Regions from separate parts of the Sus scrofa genome. Here region 1 is linked to region 2. The links are chromatin contacts, called in public promoter capture Hi-C maps. All regions are on one chromosome and are shown on one strand. The core of a region is the stretch at or near the end of the contact, and the rest is flanking DNA. Distances in the headings are between cores, read along the strand shown.

What was found. Promoter capture Hi-C pulls out the DNA fragments that hold promoters and counts their contacts.
Region 1: a promoter capture Hi-C map of liver shows a contact between it and region 2, with 4 times the contacts expected there. A contact is called at or near these places in 2 of 5 promoter capture datasets (fetal liver and liver), 24 of 47 Hi-C or Micro-C datasets (alveolar macrophages, blood, embryonic fibroblasts and 13 more) and 2 of 2 datasets of targeted methods (alveolar macrophages and skeletal muscle).

The regions. Positions count from the first base shown.
Region 1 is chr5:7,113,574-7,119,751 of Sscrofa11.1, reverse strand. It overlaps LOC110260631 (a long non-coding RNA gene), which reads right to left. Exons shown (of 3, transcript XR_002343883.1): 3 at 1,907-2,694. TEF (thyrotroph embryonic factor) reads left to right here. Exons shown (of 5, transcript XM_021091460.1): 5 at 1-398. Among named protein-coding and RNA genes, the nearest start is that of TEF, 19 kb to the left of the region's middle.
Region 2 is chr5:7,021,722-7,027,802 of Sscrofa11.1, reverse strand. It overlaps ACO2 (aconitase 2), which reads left to right. Exons shown (of 19, transcript NM_213954.1): 5 at 2,000-2,158; 6 at 2,385-2,535; 7 at 4,006-4,110; 8 at 4,916-5,007. Among named protein-coding and RNA genes, the nearest start is that of POLR3H, 25 kb to the right of the region's middle.

The DNA of each region.
Region 1 (6,178 bases), core at 1,217-3,716, 94 kb before region 2:
GCTCCTTTCACATCTGTTAATTAAGTGCAATAAATTTTTCTAGAAACGGCGAAGATGACTTCCAGGTGGCTCTTGCATCTTACAGCGTCGGGGTCGCCAGAACACCACTTGGTTTTATTTTTCTAAGTGCATGTGACGTGATAGAGTGTGCGGGGCTCCGCCTCCTCCCCTGGGAGCTGGCATTCCAGTGGGCCCCTCTCCCCTTTACCTTCCCTGGGGAAGAAGGCAAGGAGCAAACCCCTTCTTCCCAGCCGGAGAGGGCGGAAGAGGCCATAGCCCATGGGCCTTATGTGCTTGTGTGCGTGCGTGGGCCACCATTGGTGGGCCGGAGTGACGTGGCGGGAGGGAAGCTGGGAATGTATCCTTTTCAAACAAAATTAAATATTTTGAGATGAGAATTGTGGGGCTGTCTTTTCTGTCCCCCTCCCCACTTCAAGGCCAAGTCACCTAACCACTCTGGGCCTCCGTTTCCTCATCTGTCCAGATGGAAGTCATTTCTGCCTGCTTCCTTCATGATTTATTGAGAAAGGACACATATCAGGCCCAGGACAGTTGAAACAAAGAAAAGTGCTCTACCACTGGTAGAAGGACAGGGAACTGCTCTTGAAAAGTGGCCCCAAACAGAGAACACTCAATGGCAAAGTGTAAAAAAAGTAAAAAGACTTGGAGTTCCCTTGTGGCTCAGTGGGTTAAGGATCCGGTGTTGGAGTTCCCGTCATGGCTCAGTGGAAACGAATCTGACTAGTCTCCACGAGGATGCGAGTTTGATCCCTGGCCTCGCTCAGGGGGTTAAGGACCCAGCATTGCTGTGAGCTGTGGTGTAGGTCGCAGACGTGGCTTGGATCTGGCGTTGCTGTGGCTGTGGTGGACCCCTAGCCTGGGAACTTCCGTACATCACAGGTGCAGCCCTAAAAAGCAAAAAAAAAAAAAAAAAAAGGATCCCATGTTGTCACTGCTGTGGCATGGGTTTGATCCCTGGCCTGGAAGCTTCTGCACGCCATGGGGGCAGCCAAAAAAAAAAAAAAAAAAAAAGTCTGGAAGAGTTGGGGGCTGGTGGTGGGATTCTAGAGGTTTTCCTTTTCTGCTTCTGCCACATTTTCTGTCTACTGCCATGAGACAGTCACAATTAAAAGACAATTTTATACCCAAGGGTAAAGCCATTTGCTGAGCACCAGAACTGTCATGCTGATTTGCTCAGCATTGATGTCCCCAGGTCCCCTGCTCAGGATGGGCCCAGACTCGTGGGGTGGGCACAGAATTGGTGGCCTCATCCTTGGCAGTGCCCACTGCAAATTCACCCCCCTCCCTGCAGTTCCAGGCCCTCGTCACGCTGCTTCTGCTCCCTCCGTGTGCAGAGCTGGCGCTGCCGCCTCCTCAGTGAGCCCTGGAGCTGACTTTACACAACGAGGCCGTTCTCCCCTGCTTCCCATTCCCATGCTTCATGTTGTTAACATTCAGGGCTCCTGAGGTTGGAAGGAACCAGGAACTGTTTTGTTTCTAGAGAAAAACATGCATTTGGAGTTTGGAGATGGACTGGCAAGGTGGACTTTTTTTTTTATGGCCACACCCTTGGCATATGGAAGTTCCCAGGCCAGGGATTGAATCCGAGCTGCAGCTGAGACCTGTGCTGCAGCTGCAGCCATGCTACATCCTTTAACCCACTGCGCTGGGCCAGAGATCAAACCCACGCCTCCACAGCAACCCAAGCCACTGCAGTCAGATTCCTAACCCACCGTGCCACAGCAGGAACCTCAAGGTGGACTTTTTTTTTTCCTTTTAGGGCCGCACCCACAGCATATGAAATTTCCCAGGCTAGGGTTCGAATCGGAGCTGCAGCTGCTGGCCACAGCCACAGCAAAGCGGGATCTGAGCCATTTCTACAGCCTACTCCACAGCCCATGGCACCACCAAATTCTCAACCTACTGAGCAAGGCCAGGGATTGAACCTCTGATCTCAGGGATACTAGTCAGGTTCACTACTTCACCAGTTCATGGGAACTCCCCACGGTGGGCTTTAAGTGGCTATTTTACCAATAAACATTGAAGCTCAGAAAAGCAAAGTGATATGCCCCCAAACTAAACAGCAAGGCTAAAATTCAAACCCAGAGTGGGTTTCAAATTCAAATTCCCAGACTCTCCTTATCCTCGGGTTCCAGCTTTTCACCACTTGTGCTCTTGGAGCTTGCTGCTCCTGAGAGCTTCCAGAGCCTTCCAGCCCAGCCTCCCCTCGTCCCAGCTCCCAGGATCCTGAACACCTGCTGCGTCCTAGGCCTGGGCTGGGTGCTCTGAGGCTCTATCTTATTTCACAGTGGGGGGTGTTGTCACTCCTTTGTACAGACAGGGAAATCAAAGTTTAGAGAAACCTCATTCAGCAAATATTTACTAAATGTCTATTTGGTGTCAACCTTGCTGCCAGCCTTCACAGTCTGCTTGGAAAGACAAACATTACAAGGACAAAAAATAATAGAATGATGGGTTGTGGTAAGTGGTGTGGCTGAGAAGATAGGGGATCTGGGAGAGGACAGGGACGACCTCTGTGTGGGTGACATTTAAGCCAAGACCAGAAGGGTGAGTGGAGGTGACTTACCCCCACGGCTCCCATACGAATTGGGCACAGAACCGAGTCCTTCGGGCAGCTTCTGACCCCCATCCATACACCTCAGTTCGCAGGCAGATGCAGCCTGACTAGCTGGTCTAAGGGGTAAGGCACAAGGAAAGCAGTTACAAGAGGACCTTAGGTGCTTAGAACCCTGTCACCCTAGTCTCCTGTCCCTGAGGTTGGGAATAAGAGGTCAAGAAAGCCCGGGAGAAGTTCCCGTCATGGCTCGGTGGAAACGAACCTGACTAGCATCCATGAGGACTTGGGTTCAATCCCTGGCCTCACTCAGTGGGTTAAGGATCCAGCGTTGCTGTGAGCTGTGGTGTAGGTGGCAGACGTAGCTCGGATCCCTTGTTGCTGTGGCTCTGGCGTAGGCCGGCGACTACAGCTCCAATTAGACCCCTAGCCTGGGAACCTCCATATGCTGCAGGCGCAGCCCTAAAAATACAAAAAAAAAAAAAAAAAGAAGAAGCCCAGGGAGGCAAATGTAACTCAAACAGAATCTAGTTTCCAGGGTCAAAGCTGCCCCACCCCCCGAGCTACCTTGTGGTGTCCAGGGGCTGCTACAGGGTCAGCCCTGGGCACAGGTGATTGGTCAAGGAGTGAACATGTGACCCAATCCGTTGTAGGCACAGTTGATTGGTCAATGATGGAACACGTGCCCCAACTGGGTCTATGAAGACCTTCCCTGAAATTTGTGAACCTGAGATCTGTTTCTGGAGACGACCTGTTGTAACCCACTGTGTTTTCTACTTTGTATACAAATACTCTTACAAACACAGATTTGTGCTGCCACAGGAACTGTGGGCTTGGAATATGTCAAAGCTGGGAGATCTCTGGCCAGCATGTGGCAGATAAGAATACAGACTAAGAGGGAGCTCCCTGGTGGCTCAGCAGCTTAAAGATCTGGTGTTGTCACTGCTGTGGCTATAGTTACAGCTGTGGCATGGGTCTTATCCCTGGCTTGGAACTTCCGCCTGCCATGGGTGCAGCCAAAAGCAAAAAACACAGGTTTGGAGTTAGTCCTGGGTTCAAATCTGCCTCCATCACCAATTTGGGATGTGATCTTGGGCAAGTCACTTCCCTGTCTGGGCCTCTGAATTTTATCCATAGAATGGGACACCAGCCTCACAGACACCTGGCAGCTGCCACTGAGGTGCCTACTTGGAGGTGAGCCCCTCAGGGCCTGGCAACTGACAGCCATGGGGAGGGGGCCCATCAGAGGGTATGGGAGGCAGCCAGAGAGCAGCTCTGTGGCCCCAGCAAGTGGCTCTACCTCCCTAAGCTGTTTCTCTCTCTGTACCATCAGGCTGTGCCACACAGATAACATACAGGTGCCTGACATGCTGCACTTCTGCCACCCACCTGCCTGGAGGACAAACCTCCACAGCTGGACACATGCCCCCTCCCCTGACTGTACCAAACTGCCAGACAGCCCTCACATGCCTCTGCACTGTGCTACGCCAGCCTGGCTGGCACTCCCGACTCCAGCACCTAAGCTGGGAAAGCTGCCAGCCAGAGACAGGGCTGAGCAGCAGAGGAAATCAGAGACTGGGTTGAAGATGGGTGCCCCCAGCCCCTCACCAGCCCTCACCAGCCCTCAACATGTTCTCAGTTCAGCAAACATTCCCAACCGTGCAGGCCGACGCCTGGACCCAGGAGAGCGAGAGCCCTTTTTGTGAGCTGCTTCTCCGTCGTCAGCAGGAGCAGGGGCTACATACTCAGCCTCCTTTGGCTCCTGGGCTGCAGGTGTCTCCAAGTCAGCAGGGCCAGGTCACTCAGGGCTGAAGTGCATGGCTCTTTTCTGAGGTCTGAGTACAGAACTGCTTTGATCTAGGTCTGTGGCAAGGCTGGGCAACGTCCCTGACCCCAGGACTCTAAGAAGATGCTAGATGATGCTTCAATTACCCAGAAATCCTATCCTAGAGCCTTGCTGAGACCTCAGGGCTGTGGCCAGAGCAAGTGCCCAAAGCTGGGGCCAGAGTCCTGAGCCAGGAGCCAGTGTTCAGCCCCCCAGGACTTGCTAGGCTCCTCCTTGCTCTGGGCCTTGGCTTCCCCTTGGGGTCTCAGTACTGACATTCAGACTCAGGACCACCCCCAGGCTCCACTACTGTCCAGTCAAGCCCCGCCTTCCCTTCCCTCTTTCTCTGCCTCCCAAACTCCTAGTCATCCCTCCAGGCCTCAGTCAGCTGTCCCCTCTGCGAGGAAGGTTCCATCAACACTCCTGGGGACAAGCTGCTCCTCCGGCAAGGTCCCACACCTTCTTCTGCAGGCCCCCCAGCCAGTTCCACCCCCTCCCTCACACTTGAGGTGAAGACACAATGAGTTGAAACTTGTAAAATGCTTAGAATGGCCCAGCAGCCGTGGGCGCTGGCCATTACTTTCCTTACCCCCTGTATCTTACAGGTGAGGAAGCTGAGGCTCTGAAAGGAGGAATGAGTTGTCTTTTCTTTTCTTTTTATGCTTTTGTTGCTTTTTAAGGCTGTACCCCTGGCATATGGAGGTTCCCAGGTTAGGGGTCGAATCTGAGCTACAGCTGCCAGCCTATGCCACAGCCACAGCAACGCAGCATCCAAGCCACATCTGCTCATGGCAACACCAGATCCTTAACCCACTGAGCGAGGCCAGGGATTGAACCCACAACCTCATGGTTCCTAGTCGGATTCGTTTCTGCTGCCACGACGGGAACTCCAGGAATGACTTTTCTAACCCCGCAGCTTCTCTGTGGGAGAACCAGGATGTGGACCAGGCAGCCCAGCTCCGGGGCCCTGCCTCTCAGCCTTCCCTCCCTCCCATGACTAGAGATGATGCATCCCTGCCCCCAGGGACCCGGTCCCTTCCCGCGGGCACCCATCCTCTCTCCACTGGGCCGGGACTCTGCCCCTGGGATTCTCTCTCTCCCGTGTCATCAGTCCCTCCTTCCCCACGAGATCATCCTGTCAGCCCAATGCATGCTCTGAACTTTTCCGTCCTGAAAATGAAACAACCTGAGCCCCCACGGCCCTCAGGCGACACCATGCTTCTGCTCCCTTTACGGTGAGGCGCCTCAGGAGGGAGGCCTGCCTCTGCATCTCCCCTCAGCCTTCCTGCCCACCATCGTGGAGTTAACCCATCATTCGGCTCCATCTCAAGCTCATTTTTCTCCACTTCTGAGCAATGTTTGGCCCAGTGGCTCACTCCTGCTTTTTTTTTTTCCCCCGCCACACCTGCAGCATATAGAGTTCCTGGGCCACGGATTGAATCCGAACTGCAGCTGTGACCTACGCCACAGCTGTGGCAATGCCAGATCCTTAACCCACCGCGCCAGGTGGGAGATTGAACCCACACTGCTTCAGAGGCAACGCTGGATCCATAACTCCCATCATGCCTGCTTTCTTGAAACCCTCTTCCCCGGGCTCCAGCTGGGTCTCCCCTGTGGCTTCTCCCTCTCCCCAGACTCAAAACACCAGAGGCCCCAGGCTCGGTCCCGGTGCCCTGCTCCCAGGTCATTCATTCAGCTCAAGGCCCCAGGTGCCATCTGTACCTCAGCAACTTTCACATGTGTCTCCAGCCCCACCTTCTTCCCTGGGCTCCAGATTC
Region 2 (6,081 bases), core at 3,068-5,567:
CTGATCACTCCCCTCTGACATGGACCACAGTCGGTCTCTGCTGTGCGACCAAACTGAATTCTCTGTGTCTGGTCTTCACGGATCAGCCTTTTCCAACCTTGAGGAACTTGAGAGGTTAACTAGTTTTAAATCTTTGCACATGGCCGAGGCAAGGTGGGCCAGAGAACTGAAACAGTTAAACGGTGTCCTCTCCAACAGCTGTTCTCTGTCAGGGATTTCTTCTGTGCTGGCCTGTTCTCCCAGCCGGCTGCCTCGTTCCTGGGGAAGAAACCGGGTCTTCTAACTCGATGCGTTTCCAAGGAGCCGAGCCCCCTCGAACCTTGCTGAGTCTACTGGGCAAGATGCCTCGCCCGAGGCAGAGGTCCTGGGGTTCTGTGATATTCCGGGGAGCCTGCCCCCATTCAGTCGGTTCTGACAGTTCACAGAGCCTTTCACGTCCTCGATCTCGTATGTCCTCCCCAACATCCTTAGGTGTGTGTCGGGGTGTAATTCCATCTGACAGGTCAGCAGAGCCTCAGATGAAGAAGCCTGCTGCAAAATAATAAATACAAACAATGCCTCTCCCAGGCACTGCTACAGCTTGATGTGCCTGTTCCATTGAGTGATTGCTGTGACCCGATGAGGCGAACACTGTCGTTAGCAACATTTTTCTTTTTGGGGGGTGTGTGTCTTTTTAGGGCTGCACCCGTGGCATACGGAAGTTCCCAGGCTAGGGGTCAAATCAGAGCTGTAGCCACCAGGCTACTCCACAGCTCATGGCAACGCTGGATCCTTAACCCACTGAGCGAGGCCAGGGATGGAATCTGCGTCCTCAAGGATGCTAGTCGGGTTCATTGCCACTGAGCCACGACGGGAATTCCAGCAACTTTTTTAGATGGGAAGCCTAGGCTTGGAGAGGAAGTGACTACTAGAAGGTGGTGGGGCCAGAACCCAGACCCAGGCGTGGTTCGTTTTGGCCACGGCTTTCCTAGAGCAGTCGTGTAGCCCCCAGTGGCCAGCATCTCAGGTGTCTGGGTGGCGGGCAGATCTTACTGGGAAGCTGCCCCTGTAGCTTCGTCAGGTATTTGGGGACTGTGCCCCTGGCCAGCTCCTTCCCAGCTAGGAGAGGGGCCTCGAGGAAGCAGGGACCCTGAACCAGGAAAGGTCATGAGCCAAGTCATCATCTTCCTTAAGCAAGTTGCTCTGGGCTCCGAGCCGCTTCCAGGCTGCCGAGGCCGGAGAGGCGTTGTCTGTACTTTGTTTCAGTTCAGCAGTGGAAGAACTCCTGGCCTGAGCTCCACCGGGTCCCCAGTGCTCCCTTGCGGGTGCTGGAGTCAGGCCATGAAAGACGGTCTGCCCTGTTGAGAAGCTAGATAAGCACACTCCACGTGTCCACCATGTGAGGCAGGAAGTGTGGTCAGCACATGTCCCCGGGCTTGTCACAGGACATATTCTTGCATCCCAGGTCATCTGGTTCTCATCACAATCCGGGGTCAAGATGGGGCGGCCTTTATAACCGTGCTAACAGATGAGGAAATGGAGATTCGGGGAGGCACTTACAAAGCCCAGGTCTCACAGTCAGGAACTGTCCAAGCTGTCCGTGAGCCACGCCACCCAGCTCTCCCAGGTCCAGGCCTCACTGGAGAGGCTCCATCCTGGAGGAATGCCTGGGAATTTGCAGAACCCTCGGGAGCCCTACTTCCATTCTCTGCTGAGGGCTTTTAAGCTTAAGATCTTGGATTCTTCTTTTTTTTTTTTCCCCTTTTTAGAACCGCACCTGCAGCACATGGAAGTTCCCAGGCTAGGGGTCAAATCAGAGCTGCAGTTGCCAGCCTACACCACAGCCACAGCAACGCGAGACCCAAGCCGCATCTGCGACCTACTCCACAGCTCACAGCAACGCTGGATCCTTGACCCATGAAGCAGGGCTAGGGATCAAATCTGCATCCTCATGGATACTAGTTGAGTTCATTTCGGCTGAGCCACAATGGGAACTCCAAGGTCTTGGATTCTTTTTCAGATCATTCTGGAAAACTACGCGTACCCTGGGGTTCTTCTGATCGGCACTGATTCCCACACCCCCAATGGCGGTGGCCTGGGGGGCATCTGCATTGGAGTCGGGGGTGCTGATGCCGTGGATGTCATGGCCGGGATCCCCTGGGAGCTGAAGTGCCCCAAGGTGAGGGGTGGGCAAAGGCTGTTGAGGCGGCAGCAGAGGGGTGGCTGGTGGGGAGGAGTGGGAGGTGTGGGGCCCAAAGGGGGTGGGAGGAAAGCTCAGGCTCAGACCTCTGGGGAGGAGGCAGGGCTGAATACGCTGAAATGGGCATGCCAGCAGGCGGATTCCTGGTTGGGACGTGGCGCGTGGCAGGCAGGGCCTGTGACTGCTTTCTTGCCCTACTGTTCAGGTGATTGGTGTGAAGCTGACGGGCTCGCTCTCTGGCTGGACCTCACCCAAAGATGTGATCCTGAAGGTGGCGGGCATCCTCACCGTGAAAGGTGGCACGGGTGCCATCGTGGAGTACCATGGGCCTGGCGTGGACTCCATCTCCTGCACTGGTGAGGAAGGCGGCCACGGGACATGGCTCTCAGGCTGCACTGGGCCTCATGGGGCCTGCAGTCGAGCCATAGAAGCAGTGGATGGCCTCCTGAGAAGCCGCCCAGGCAGTTTAGAGACTTCGGGTGGACACTTTGAGGTAGAGGGGAGACGGTCTAGTCCAAGACTGTCTGAGTCGGGGCCCTTCAAGGATGGCGGGTAGCTGTGGCCGCACGGAGTTAGGCCCTGAACCAGCTTGGCCATGGCCCTGGGCTGCCTTGGGTGATCCAGGAGAAAAATCCACAGAGGGTGGTGGTGGGAACAGGGAATCAGCGCCAGGGCTTGGGTCACGAAGTCGCTCCATTCTTACATCTTGTCTTGGCTGAAGGTGGAGCCCGCTCTCTTCCTTTGAAGGAGAGGCCATCACTTGTTAGTGTCCAGACCCGGGAGAAGCCAGCCCCTTCCTACTCACCACTCCGGGTGCCCTGGTCTCAGTGCCTGGGCCCTTGGAAATCCAGGTAGACCGGGCACGAGCCTGAGAGAGGATTTGGTCCAGACTTCCCCAGGCACCTGCCTCAGCTCAGCTGGCCCTTGTTCCCTCCAGTGAAATGGGGTCACTCTTTAGGTGGTCCTTACTGCCACTGGACAGCTCAGTTAGAAAGTTGGTGGAGTTCCCGTCATGGCGCAGCGGAAACGAATCGACTAGGAACCATGAGGTTGTGGGTTTGATCCCTGGCCACACTGAGTAGGATAAGGATCTGGTGTTGCCGTGAGCTGTGGTGTAGGTCACAGATGCAGGTCAGGTCCGGCATTGCTGTGGTATAGGCTAGGCAGCCGTAGCTCAGATTAGACCTCTAGCCTGGGAACCTCCATATTCTGTGGGTGTGGTCCTAAGAAGCCAAAAAAAGGAAGTTGGTAAGAAGCCAAGACCCATGTCCCCACAACCCGTGAGGCTGGAGTCCTGAGAGCAGTCAGGACATCTGTAACCCTTCAGCTCTGTGGGCGGCTCGTTGTCCAGGCAGTGCACATCATTCCGGTAGTATTGCTGGAAAGAGTGCAGGCCTGCACACCACGCAGAGACCTAGGCCTGCACGCCACGCTTGCATTTGCTGTATGGCCCGGCCTTGGACCTGAGCCGGTTCGCTCACCTGCAGATAGACACAGTAACGACTGGGCAGTCTGGCCAGGTCAGCTTTCATTACATGGCGACAGGTCAGCCAGACCCAGAACTGGAGCGCGGCTTGTAGGGGCTGAATCTTGTGTCCTCCTCACTCCACCCACCCAGTGGCCACTCGGAGCTGGGACACTGAGCTCTGGCCCGTGGCCTCTCTTTACTGGCTCTTGTGTTAACCATGGGCCACAAGGACAGTGCGAGCGAGGGAAAGAATGATGCCAGCTCCCTGGTGTGAAGGCATGTGTGCAGACCTAACCAGGGTGTGGGACCCTCACCAGCTGCTCAGCCAGCCCTGCCCGTGGGCTCTGCTTCTCCGCAGGCATGGCGACAATCTGCAACATGGGCGCAGAGATCGGGGCCACCACCTCCGTGTTTCCTTACAACCACAGGATGAAGAAGTACCTGAGCAAGACAGGCCGGGCAGGTGAGCCAGTGGGGGTCTAAACCAGGGGCCCCCAGACTGGCTCCGAGACGTCCCTCGCGGTCGCTGAGGCATGTGTGCCCTACTGCTCCTGAGCGGGATGTCTGTAGCTCTCAGCTTCTCAGGGTGTGAGGCGGCCGTGCCTCAGGATTGGAATTGAAGTTTCACCTGAAAGGTGTCTGAACACCGGTTCTCCTTGGCCTGGTCCCCAGTGCCCTCTACAGGAAGCTCTGGAAATGACATGGATTTGCTTCTGTTTGTAATTCCTGCCCTAGCGGAAACGTTAGGAACAAGAACACTTTCTCAGCCTTCCCCAACTTCCCTGAGGCTCTAGCTTGGCTTCTTTGAAGCCCAGAGTTGGAAATAAGGCCTGCAGGAGAGATTGCTGGAGCCTCTGAAGAGAGATGAGGGGGAATTGGGGGAGCCCGAGGCCAGGGGGCCCTGGGGAGAGTGTGTCTGTTTCTAAGCTCTGGCACATGGAGTCCTACCTAGAAGGCCCTTCCCTTGTGTTTATATCATGTGACTTCTTTTCCTTTAAAACTCAGTGCTTCTCCGTGTCCCTCTGTTCCTGGGTGCCTCTGTCATACTATGTTGAAACTTCTGGCCGATAGCTTCCTTTCTAGATTGCGATCCCCTCAAGGCCAGGAACAGTGTCCTGTGGTGTTTGCTTTGTTCTTTGTTTTCCCAGCCAGTGCCCAGGGCTCAGGGTTGGGCAGGTGCCAGGTACCTGTGGCTCATGTGGATGGACGGATGGAGGCTTATGACCAGTTTGCTTTACATGCCTCTTTCTCCCCCTTGTTAATTTCAGATATTGCCAACCTCGCTGACGAATTCAAGGACCACTTGGTACCTGACCCTGGCTGCCATTATGACCAAGTGATTGAAATTAACCTCAGCGAGGTGAGGAAGGGAATTGGTTCCAAGGAGCTTGAGGATGGGCGATCAGACCCCGTCTGGGGACTTCTGGTGGGCGCTGGGGAGAGCCAGGGCAGGTCCCTGCCTGTACACCCAGCACAGCTCCTAAGCTTTTGGTTCCCTAGTGTGTCTGCAAACCGCTGCCTGAGTCAGGCACAGTGGAGTGGTAGGGCAGCAGGAAGGCTAGGTAGCCTAGGGGAGAGTAGGGGTGGCGGTGGCTAGTGATTCAGAAACATTTGCCCCCTCTTCAGCTTTAGCAGAAGCCAAGATTTCACTTGAGCTTGCTTTGTTAGAGTTCAGAGGACAAGGCCCCAAATTCCCAGGCCTGAGCCTGGCACCCTGAGACCTGTAGACAGGGCGGCTTTGGAAGGCCAGAGGAAGGGTGGGTCAGAGGAGCAGAAGCAGCGGAGTGGCCAAGGGTAATAATTGCTAACGTTTATTGAACGCTGACTGTGTATCAGGTGCTTTGCTAAATGCTTCACATTGATTAATAAGTATTATCAAATATAGGAATTCCCATTGTGGCTTAACGGGTTAAAAACCTGACATAGTGTCCCTGAGGATATGAGTTCGATCCCTGTCCTTGCTCTTTGGGTTAAGTATCTTGCATTGCCACAAAGTGCAGCATAGGTCCCAGATGCAGCTTGGCTCTTGCTATGGCTGTGGTGTAGGCCAGCAGCTGCAGCTCCAATTTGACCCTTAGCCTGAGAACTTCCATACACTGCAGCTGTGGCCCTAAAAAGAAAAAAAAAAAAAAAAAGGTATCACATATAAAGTATCTGGGGAGTTCCCGTCATAGCTCAGCAGAAACGCATCTGACTAGCATCTATGAGGTTGCAGGTTTGATCCCTGGCCTCGTTCAGTGGGTGAAGAATCCAGCGTTTGCCGTGAGCTGTGGTGTAGGTCACAGACCTGGCTCAGATCCTGCATAGCTATGGCTGTGGTGTAGGTGGGCAGCTAAACTGGTGAATTTAACTGCTAGCCTGGGAACTTCCATATACTGTGGGCGTGGCCCTAAGAAGTATCTGGCCCTTAAGTCTGTGTTTTCCTAAGATTCCA